3 separate regions of the Sus scrofa genome follow, and all the other regions are linked to region 1. Evidence: chromatin contacts called from public promoter capture Hi-C data. All regions are on one chromosome and are shown on one strand. The core of a region is the stretch at or near the end of the contact, and the rest is flanking DNA. Distances in the headings are between cores, read along the strand shown.

Region 1 (3,694 bases), core at 538-3,037:
GGCTGTGGCGCGCCCCGCCGCCTTCTGCGACCCGTGCCTCCCGCCCGGCTAGGCAGCGGCCCCGGCTGCGCCTCGCCGGGGGCCTCGTCCCGCGCACCGCCGCTCGGGGCCGCCAGGGTCAGCGCGGGCTCCGTGCTCCGGCCGCCCCCGGCCCCCGCCGCCGCCGCCGCCGCCGCCGCCGCCGCCGGAGCCTGGTCCTCCCTGCTGGTCTCTGGGAGTCGCTGCGCCGTAGCCGCGGCGGCGGGCTCCATTGCAGTGGGGCTTCGCGCTTCCCCCCCAGCTCCGGAGGCAGCGGGCGGAGAGCGAGGCGGGGAGGCGAAGGTGGGAGACGGCGGCGGAGCGGGGAGAAGTGAGAGTCCAATGGCGTTCGGCACGGCCGTTCCAGGGGATTATGTGGCAATTCGGAGCATTCCGTCGGTGTCTCGGTGTTCCATCCCGCGCGCGCGCCCGCCCGCTGGCCTCACCGCCACCGCCCCCCCCACCACCACACACACACACACACACACACACACACACACACACACACACACACGCCCTCACACACACACGCCCTCCCCGCCCCGGTCGCGGGCTCCCCAGCGTAGGCCCCGCCCGTTCCCCCACCTCACCCTGGATAACCAGCCTCGAAATGGGCTCATTGAATATTAATCACGTGCCGGGAGCGGGGAGGCGGGAGGCGGGCGGGGCGGGAGCTCCTCGGGGTCTTCATGAATATGCATCGCCTGCATGACGGCATTCCAGAGAGGATAGGGGAGAGCAGAGGACGGCGGCGAGGCGGGGCTTCAGGGTAAACAAACGTGACGCGTGCGTAGAGGGCGGGGCTGAGGGGCAGTTTCCCGGGAGGTTCCTGCGCGGGCCTTAGAGAAGGGGCGGTGCCAAGACAGGGGCGCGCAGTGCACCTTGGGAGTTGTGGTTCTGGCGCGCTGATGGATGTGCCCGAGGGGAACGTGGCGAACTACAAACCCCAGAGATCCTTAGAGTAAGTCCCTCCTTGCAAACAGCAGCTGGCGATGGACAGTGGGTATTGTGCCCTCTGCTGTTGAACTCGGTGGTCGGAATGGTCTTGTTCATAAACTTATATCTAACCCGCCTACTCTCACTCCCCAGAGACTTTGTTTTTTTCCTGCTAATTGAAAGAGGACTTTGAGGAACTCTGAACTGTACGAAGGTCCCAGGTCCTTTGTCTTCACCTCCACCACCCATTGTTAAATACACATCCACAGCACAAGATAATTGGCAGTCAAAGCCAACCCTATTTACCCCCCCAAGTATTCAAGGCCAGGGAAGATAGGCAGTGTCAGCAAATTCTAACTTGGACATGCTTTGAACGTGCCTGGTGGAAATCGTGCAACTCCGAGCCGATCCTACATCTGAGGAGAAAAAAGGCAAGGGGCTGGGATCTCACTTTTCCCCATTGATCTTAAGGTCTGAAGTAACTTCATGACAGAGAAAGTGATTAAAAGTATAGGAAACGTTGGAATGGAGACACGGTGGAATAGGAGATGGGCAGGTCCTGTGTGTTCTTAAAGTTTTCTTTTTTTCTTTCAGTATTCAGAAAAAAAAAAATATCTTCTACGGCTACAGTGTTTAGTTGTAAGCTGCATTCTCTGTCAGTTAAAACAATATTTTAAGTAACTAGGGTAGCTTATTTTTAAAAAGAATTTAGTAAACCGTTTAAATTGAATTACCATTTCTCCATACGGTTTTATAAACTGAGTTTACTACGCATGCGCCTTTTTCAACTGCATACTATCCGGAACCTGCCTTAATTTCATTAAAGTTACTAAATTTGGGGATGAGTTGGGGATAGGGGCGGGTGTTGAGGAAAAAGGAAGGGAAAGAAAGAGAGGGAAGGAGAAAGAGAGAGAAACTGGAAATTGTAGCTCAAAGAACAAACTAATAAGCGCAGGGAAAGTTGTACTTAGATAATCTACACAGTTTCAGTGAACAGGATGAAAAATAAGTATCGATTCTTGAAGTTCCTGAAAATGATTTTCTATGTTTTTATTTTGAATGAATTTCCATATTTTTCTATTCTATATTTCCTCTTGTCCTCATGAAACTAATAATTATTCCATTTCAATTCAATCAACAGCACAAAGTTACATTTTTTAAATTAGGGAGAATGCAAATAATTATAAACATATGCCAGGAATTCTATTACAGCAGTTGAATAAATCAGATACTGTCCTTGCCTTCATAGAGCTTACACATAAGGAAGAAAGACATTCAACAGTGAGAGGGATGTAGAGGAGGGAAAAATACCAGATTCCATACGAAGCAGCAAAAATAAAACAAGGGGAACTAACCTAGTCTGGGAAGTCCAACAATAGAGACTTCACTTTGGATAAAATTTTATGGAATGAGTGAAACTGATTGCTTGCTGAAGGATCAGTGTCTGAGAGACAGTAAAGAGGCAGAGAAAGAGGTAACATTAAAGATGAATTTCAACTGCACCAATGCATTCATTACCTTGAGTAGCACATAACCCAAACTATCCTAAAAATGAAAAAAAAAATGGTATTTAAATTTAGCCTTCCTTTTAAAAGGTTTAAAAAAACAAAGAGCACATTCAGTTTCAGTACTAAAACATGGACTATTTATATTTCTTTATATTGGTTAGTTCCTTAGTTGATTTCCAATAAACCTCTTTTTTTCTGTATTCAGAAATATATATTAACTCCCATATATTTGCTTTCTAGAGTTATATTTATTCAGCTAATGTAACAAACTCAAGGAAGTTTGTTCTAATTGTAAATACTGTAATCATTGGCACAATGTCCATTTGCATCCTCTCTAAGAAATTATAACACTGTACTCAATCTAACTCCACATTCTGTTGTTTAGCTTTACACAGTTGCCACAATGCTGCCCTTTTTGCCTCTAGGAATTTTGTTTACGCTTAAATTTATAACCAAAAAAAATCCCCCAAGGGGGAAAATGAAAGTAAAAACATTGCCTGGAGAATTTAGTATTCAACATATTAGAGGGGGAGGAGCTGGAGAGTCATCATGCACACCTGTTAGACTTGGTTTGAGGGATTACAAAATTGGCAGGAGGAAGGGAATAATGAATAATGTTAAGGTATCTCAACACGAAGAAAAAGGAAATATATTCCAGCCTCAGAAAATAATGAGTTTGGTTTGGGGGGAGTTTTTTGGTGAAGAGGAAGAATGCAGAATATAATTTTTAGAATATAATAAACTATTTCAGGCTCAGTGACACTCATCTGAAAAACATCATATTTGCTTGTATCTAAAATAACAAAAACCAGAGTTGAAGAAAGAGCAGAAGAACAAGCGTTCACAGTGTGATCCATCCTTCATTTTACCTCCAAACCTTCAATAAATTAACTAAACTTGGGGGTTAGAGGAAAGAGAGAAAGAAAGAAGAGTTCATAAAAAATAGACAGTCCAGGAGTTCCCACTGTGGTGTAATGGGATCACTATGACGCAGCTTCCATCCCCAACCCTACATAGTGGGTTAAGGATCTGGTGTTGCCACAGCTGTGGCTTTAGTCACAACTGCAGCTTGGATCTGACACCTGACTGGGGAATGGCATCTGCCAGGGGCAGCCAAAAAAGAAACAAATAAATGTCCAAAAAATAAAAATAAAAACAAATTTCAAAAAAAAAGGATAGACAGTCCCTTGGACACCAACTGGAACCTCGTAGTTGAAATAACAATGATAAGG
Region 2 (3,694 bases), core at 441-2,940, 220 kb before region 1:
TGGAAACAAATCCAACTAGGAACCATGAGGTTTCAGGTTCGATCCCTGGCCTTGCTCAGTGGGTTGAGGATCGGGTGTTGCTGTGAGCCATGGTGTAGGTTGCAGACGCGGCTCGGATCCTACATTGCTGTGGCTCTGGCGTAGGCGGGCAGCTACAGCTCAGATTATAGACCCCTAGCCTGGGAACCTCCATATGCCACGGGTGTGGCCCTAAAAAGACAAAGAATAAAAATAAAAAAGTCCTTTTGCTATGTTCCCAATTATATTCTATTTGACCACCTTAAGTTCTTCGTTTACAGCAATGACACAATTTCCACTTAGATAAGGCTTTGCTATCTACAGATTAGCTGGTGTGGTCACTGGGGAGGTAGGAGGGCAGATACCACAGAGCCCACACTTTATAGAAATTCTATTCCTGATGTGTCAGACCGAATTCAAAATGACTCCTGATGTGTGTTCACATGGGAATTGTTCTTTTTCTCCCCACTGGGCAGTGCCAACAAAGAGCTGACTCATATTGTCCTGTAAGATCCAAAGCATATTATAAGTTTTTGTGCATTTATTTTTCACCACGGGGAAGAGAGGATTAGATGGATGTTGGAAATGGACTTCTTTTTCCCAGGTTGATGCTACGATCCTGGTTATACCTCTTGATATGTCTGCATATCAGCTTCCCACGGAAAAACTGCCCATAACAGGAGTCAGTCGTCAGTTGTACTACCTCACAAAGCTGATCTCCAGGGGGAATAGGAAAAAGGCTCAATGCAGCTTCTCTGACTACTTTAATAGTGCTTGGGCTTGCTTTCTGTCATGTGTCTAGGAAAAGAATAAGTACCTGAAATTTCCTTCTTTTGGAAGAGGGCAGGAAGGAGCAAAAAGTTATACCCATTTCCACCCCAAATCTAATCTCACCAGCAGGTGGTGCTGTGACAAAAGCAATCTGCAGAAACCACAGCGGACCAGTTGGTGTCCCGATTCCTGAGACTGCCTTCTGCAAAATCAGGATCCTGTGGGCAACACGTGGCAGCCCCTGGCTGACCCAACACCAGACAATTTCCAGGGTCCTCAGCAGGGAATGCTGAGTCTATCAGCAAGGCCACGAGCCTTCTCAGAGCCTCTGAGTTTCCGCTCCAACCTCCCACCCTGCCCTCTCCCAGTTAAATTCACTGGCTCTCCCAGCAGGAAAGAGAGAACGCTGTAGGTGGATGCCCTTCGCCCTCATACTCACCTTGGAGAGCCCACGGCTTTGAGGATCTTCAAATATTAAGCACAACAGTTTTATAAGCAATTCTACATTCTTAGACGCTGCCTTGATGAAAGTGAAGAGGAGCTCCTCAGGAAACAGCTGGGAGGCTTCGAGGCAAAAGCAAGCAGGCCTATTTGGTGGATCTCTGTCTCTTTAGCTACTTAATATGTGTTCATCTGTTCCTTTTCATCCACATGCCTGTTTACTCCAAGCTCCCAAAGGGCGGTTCCTTATCTCCATAGAACCTTCTGTGCGGCATGTGCTCAATGTGACTGAATGATATAACCACCTGAGAAGCCAGCACTGACCGAACTGATGGCCTTAGGAAAACACCAATGCCAAGCTCGAGCCCTTCTCCCAATCAGCTACATGGGACTTGTGGGCACAAGCAGTTGCCGTGGGGCCTATTGTGAGCTCCTCAGTTGGCCACACTCCGGGCAGAAATGCTGACTCCTCTGCAAGTGGGCTGCAGCGGAATCAGGTCCACACTGGCAGTCTGCATAGGCCCTGCATGTGCCAACAGGGGAGCCCTCCCCTTGAGAGATTTAAGAACTGAGGACATCAGAGAGCCAGGCCAGAGGTGCAGTGACCATGGCACTGGGGTGAAAACCCAGAGCCCTCCAAGTCTGCACTGATATTGAGGAGGTGATTTTGCTCCTGGTCTAGAGCAGAGAGCTCTGCCTGGGTTTTGGCACACTTGTCTTTTGGTCACTAGGCCCCTTCCGGGGCTGAGATAAGCTCAGTCTTCCAAAGCCTAGTGGTTTTCAAAGTGCATACTGTACAAGCAGCCTGACATGTAATGAAGAAAGGACATCACCAAGACAAGGTTGGTCCATCGATCTGGCCACCCAGTGAAGGGACAGACAGCCCATTACCGAGTCTACAAGAAAGACCAACTGCCATGTCTTGTCACTCAACCAGCCAGGTACCAGTTGAGGGGGCAGACTGAAAGAAGCTGGTCCACACAAGACAGAAGACCAACAGCATCTTCAACACATGGTTCCCAAGATGCAGGGTGGGGTGAGGGGTGCAGTGCTACAGTCTGTAAATGGGGCCAGTATGTCAACTAGGAATACAGGATTTTCTAGTGGACCCCACTACACAGACATTATTTCTACTAGGGGTAGAGAGTGAGGCAACTGGCTCCTGATTTTCATGGTTCGAATATAGATCTATAAATCTGTTCACATGATTGAGGGACCCCTGAGAGAACTGGGGACAAACTTGGCTTTGTGGGAGAAGTTTTCCAGGAATCTCCTCTATGCAACTTCTGTCTGCTCCCTGCTAACATCTATCCTACACAATAATGACAAGAAATAGGTTGTAAAATCAGCTATGCATAATGTTAACCATAGGGTTTTTTCACTACCTTCTTTCAATGTCAGTTAACCTAATGGGTGTCTTCCCTCCAAAAAAAAGAAAAGTCAGTTATGTGCTAACCCCAAAGTTCCATGCATTCACTCCCAACCCAAGCTGTGATCATCTGCAAGACACATCTGGCTCCTGAGACAAAAGCAGATGGGTCCAGTACTTGTAAATTTTATATTTATTATAACAAAAATTATGACATGTTCATTTGTGCATTCTGCCATAATATAACTCTTGGTATGTAAATGATCTAACTGAACTCTATACAATCATGCTGATTGTGGTGGCAGTAAGGAACACAGTTAAAAAGTGTCTGCAAAAGTCAAAAGGCTGGGTGGGAACAGGAAAGGAAGAAAAAAGGTGCAGAGGCCTCTCAGGTACAGGTTCCTTTCCAGTGGTGTAGGATCCACCTTATTTGAACAGCAATGCTCTTAGCTGCTCAGGCTCATCATTTAAAGAACTAAAAAGGTGGGGGTCGAGGTGGGTGTGGGCAGGAGGGTGCACCAGAGGGGGAGGAAGGAAGTCAGTTGTTTAGGCTGTGTCCCTTATGCCAAAACTACAAAACATCTGAAGCATCACTATACAACACTGAGCTATTTACAATAGAAATTTCTCAATCAACTGTTCTCTCAGAGAAAATTAGTGAATCCCAGTGACTTAAGTCACCTGACAGAGTAAAGCAACTCCTAGGAGTTAGTCTCCATATTCTACAAATGTCTATCATTTTCAAGACAAAAAAAAAAAAAAAGCCTCCCCCCCAAAGAAATACAGAATTACAATATTAAATCATTTAGCACTGGCAACCTGCCCTGCCTTCCAAACAAACAAAACAACAAAGAGCCATTTTAAAAAATATTACATTATCATTAACTGTTTCTCTGTAATATATTAAACCTTTTGTTCTTTGTCTTTACACATCTGATATGTTAGGGGTAGAAGTTAACAAATTTAAATCATACTAGTAAAGTATCACTAGAAGAAAAGTGGTGATTATTAAAAAAGAAAAAAAAAAAAAAGGACCAAAAGAATGGGAACCTACAGACTAGCTGCAAAGACAGGCGAGGAAAGTGTCTGGGAGAA
Region 3 (3,694 bases), core at 838-3,337, 160 kb after region 1:
CCCCTTCCCAATATATCATCCTGGAGATCACCTAATTGGAAAAACATGGCAAGCAAATCAGTTGTTTTCTAGAATAGCTGTGAACCATGAAAGTAAGCTCTTATTGTACAGTTTTTATCTGAAAGCTAACTAGTCCATTAAATTGTCAAGCTCAAGAACTTTATATTGGGCCTAGATTATTATTAAATTGCTTTCGTGGCCATTTAAATTTTTTTCTTTAATGTTTGCGACAAGTAACTCATCTTAATTCTCATCTACTACATTTTGGTGTTTAATAACTTTTTAAAAAACATTTATGCCTACAGTTAAAAAGGTTCAACAAACATCTCTGGACCCAAATCTGTTGGCAGGACTCACGCTCATTAGAAAGCAGGATACGCCAGAGGCAAAGAACACTACCAACCCACTCTAGGAGGTTACTTTACCCAGACAAACCACGCTACTACATTTCTACTTTGAGTCATTTCGCCGCTTTAAGGGAACATCAAGTTTTCCGAGCAGGAGCCACAAGATCCTACGACCCCTTTTAAATCAGGTACACACTGAGCTAAAAGGCCCATTTGTGTCAATAATAGGGCAACTCGCCGGGAGAGCACCTTTAGGACACCTCACCGAGGGGTAAGGCAAAGCTTTAAAACGTGTGACCTGAGCGCCAGGCGGCAAGAAAGGGAAGGCTCAGCCCGAGGCGAGACTGCGGCCGACACACGGGCTCCACTAGCGCTTCGCCTTTCCCAGCACCTAGAGATGCTCAAAGTCAAAAAGTCCCAAGACTCTTCATCTGAGAGCGGGATCGGGCTGAGTGCTCTATGTTTTCCGTGGTAACTCCGGCACGGAAGAGACTTCTAGAGCATTCTGTTATGGCGGGTGCCTCTGTGTGCAGCGGGGGTGGGGGGAGCAGTGGAAATGAGCGGTCCAGACTAACGAAGGCTAGTACAACTGGGCGGGGAGCCGTGGCAAGGGGATTCCGAGCCACCTGCGTGGGGTGAGGCTCGGCCACCGGGAGTCCGAAAGCCGGGCAGGGCAGGTCGCCGAGGCGGTGACCACACTGCGGGCGCAGAGGGCTGGCACGCCTTACCTGGGCCCGGGGGCCGGCAAAGTTACACGACTCCGCCTCCACTCCCCCGTCCTCGGGGCCCCCGCGGAGCGCGGCGCGGAGCCTCTCCAGGTGCTCCCTCAGGGTGACCCGCTGGTGGAAGGAGAACGCCGGGTGCAGGGAGGCCATGGTGAAGAGCAGCAGCAGTTCCTCCTGGGCCCTGAAGCCCAGCCCGCTGCCGCGCCGGGGCTCGGCGCCGCTGCCTTCCGGGCCGGAGCCGTCCTTCTCCGCGTCCTCCTCGCCGTTGCAGTCCTCGCCGGGCTTGTCCTCCGCGCCACCTCGCGAGCCCTCGCCCCGGGCCGCGCGCAGGCTTTTGAGCACAGAGTCCACCTGGGGCAGGAGACGGTGCAGGCGGCCGGCGGCCTCACGGTTCTCTGAGCCCAGCAGCGCCAAGTAGACGATGAGGCGCGAGCGCACGGCCGGCTCTCGGAAGTCGGCCAGCGGCCCGGGGTCCGAGAGGCCGTTGGCCTTGGCCTCCGAGTCGCGCAGGTAGTGGTAGTCCTTGCGCGCCAGGTCCTCCAAGCACGAGCCGAGAAAGCGCAGTTCCAACGGGTTACACAGGTCCAGTAGTCCGCACATGAACTCCAGGCGCTGCGCGGAGCCCAGCACCAGCCCGAACCACTCGTACACCCGCTCCTGCTCCCGCAGCGCCGCCGTGGGGCCGCCGCCGCCGCCCGGCATGCCCGCCCCCGCCGCCGCTCCCCCAGCAACAGGCGGCCCGAGCCCCCCAGGCGGCGGCGGCGGCTGGGGGCCCCGCAGCTGGCCCGAGGGCGGCGGCGGCGGCGGCGGCGGCGGGGGGCGGCAGTCTCGGCGGCGGCGCGGTGGCGCCTTCGCGGACAACCGCGCGTCCGCCTCGGGCTCCTCCGCCTCGGGTGGCGGCTCCGCGGGGTGCGTCGGCTTCAGCGGCAGCTTCATCCTCAGCATCCTCGGCTAAGGCGGCGCGGACATGCGAGCGGGGGCGGGAGGGAGGGGCCGGGAGGAGGGACGGGGGCCGAGGCGGCGGCGCGGCAGTCAGGAGCTGGGCCCCTCCATGCCGCCGGGGGAGGGCCGGGGCCGGGGCCGGGGGCGGGTCTCGGCCGGCAAGGGGGGCGGTGGCCGGCCGGCGAGGTCGCTGGCGTCGTCTTCCCGGGCCGGAGGCGGGGCGTGCCCGCCGCGGCTCCTCCCTCTGGGCTCCGCGCCGGCTCTAGGAGCCCGGGTGCGGGTGGGAGCAAGCGAGCGAGCGTGTCCTCCTTCCGCCTCCCTCTCTTCCGTCGTCCGCACTGGGCTGGGGCGGCGGCGCCTGAGCGGTTCCCTCGCGAGCCTGTGCGGACCAAGCCGCTGGAGAAGAGGAGGAGCAGCCCGGGCGGGGCGGAGACGCTTGCGGGCTCCTCTCAGTCACTTCAGCCAATCAACAGCCAGAACCGATGGTTGCGTAGTGTCCCCACCCCCTCGGGCACGCCTCTCTTCGATAAGCCACGCCCAACTGCCCTCCAGCCGCCTTCCCTTTCGGCGGTTTCCGCGCGGTCCTAATGTGTGGTGGCTGACCGCGGGCTGGGGTGGGGAAGGACGCGGTAGGACTGTAGGAGATGGCTAGGTGTGCTAGAGCGCGGCAAGGCGCTGCTGAGACCCGCGTGTGCGGAGGGAAGTGGGGAACTGCCCCTTTTCCAAGGGCCTGAACACAGCTTTTGACTACTGACTGTCCTGTTCTGCCTTCCTCTTCGCGTGGGCCACCGCCCCACAGCGCCGCTGGGTTCCCTTCGCGGCCGCATGGTACGCGTCCCGGGAGCGAAGCTTCCCCTGGGGGGAGCGCGCTAACCTGAGCTCCTTCGGTGCACCGCCCTGCCGACTGTCTGGAAGTCAGCAATGGGATATTCCCACCACAACTTTACCGGGATCTCTGGGTTGACTCTCTGGGTTGAGGATCGGGGAGCTGGGTCGGGAGGCTGGCTTGTGGCTGTGGTTGAGGGGCCCGGACGCCTCGAAAGCAGGAGGGTGCCCAGGCGAAGTGCAGGCTGCACCATGCAATCTTCCGGGCGCAGAGGCGACCCAACCCGACCTGAGGGAGATCCACGGGCTCTGGGCCGAGGGGAGACGCAGTGGTAAGGACGCCCCTGGCTTAACGGTTGCTTCTGGTCTTTAACGCTCTTTGGAAATTTCCACGACAGTTGTTAGCAAAAGCCCCCCCAAAGCCACCATCTTTTGGAAATTATTTTATTTGCTACGTAACATTTCTATGCCTAACGCTAACATTTTGAATTTGGTGCCGGTGCGAAGCCCTGCTACAGCTATATCGTAGGAATATGTTAAAAAACAAAAAAAAAAATCTTTCTGAAAAATTTTGAACATCTGTTGGGAGACCATAAGCTGAGCCCTCTTCACCTCACAGTTTTCTGCCCTAAGAAGCTAATTTTATACTAAAAGGCTGAATTGAAGCCTAAAGTCTCAATTGAACCCTGCAATAAAACGGAGACAATTGTTTTCAATACACTTTAGATTAGTAAAATATATGAAAGCCATTCTATCTTGTAATTTGCTATTTTCTTGTGTTCTTTGGGTGTAATGTAGAAATATTACAATGAGGAGAAGACTTTCTAAGGACTTTTATTATTACAGTCCTTTTTA

Evidence for each region. Promoter capture Hi-C pulls out the DNA fragments that hold promoters and counts their contacts.
Region 2: a contact with region 1 is called in a promoter capture Hi-C map of fetal liver, with 6 times the contacts expected there. The contact joins the enhancer-like site here to the promoter of PHLPP1 in region 1. A contact is called at or near these places in 4 of 5 promoter capture datasets (fetal liver, fetal skeletal muscle, liver and 1 more), 23 of 47 Hi-C or Micro-C datasets (adipose tissue, alveolar macrophages, brain and 13 more) and 2 of 2 datasets of contacts at active chromatin or transcription factors (alveolar macrophages and skeletal muscle).
Region 3: a contact with region 1 is called in a promoter capture Hi-C map of fetal liver, with 2.2 times the contacts expected there. The contact joins the promoter of ZCCHC2 here to the promoter of PHLPP1 in region 1. A contact is called at or near these places in 2 of 5 promoter capture datasets (fetal liver and liver), 5 of 47 Hi-C or Micro-C datasets (heart right ventricle, liver, retroperitoneal adipose tissue and 1 more) and 1 of 2 datasets of contacts at active chromatin or transcription factors (skeletal muscle).

Annotation. Positions count from the first base shown.
Region 1 is chr1:158,861,856-158,865,549 of Sscrofa11.1, forward strand. PHLPP1 (PH domain leucine-rich repeat-containing protein phosphatase 1) reads right to left here and starts at 1,788. Exons shown (of 17, transcript XM_021099624.1): 1 at 1-1,788. The coding sequence starts at 251.
Region 2 is chr1:158,640,036-158,643,729 of Sscrofa11.1, forward strand. PHLPP1 (PH domain leucine-rich repeat-containing protein phosphatase 1) reads right to left here. Exons shown (of 17, transcript XM_021099624.1): 17 at 2,775-3,694. Among named protein-coding and RNA genes, the nearest start is that of PHLPP1, 220 kb to the right of the region's middle. Within about 2 kb of position 1,691, at least 11 of the 83 cell types and tissues checked have an H3K27ac peak or open chromatin away from gene starts, as enhancers often do. A contact at or near this core is called in adipose tissue, fetal liver and retroperitoneal adipose tissue, where this site is marked.
Region 3 is chr1:159,020,056-159,023,749 of Sscrofa11.1, forward strand. ZCCHC2 (zinc finger CCHC domain-containing protein 2) reads right to left here and starts at 2,088. Exons shown (of 14, transcript XM_021099630.1): 1 at 1,076-2,088. The coding sequence starts at 2,017.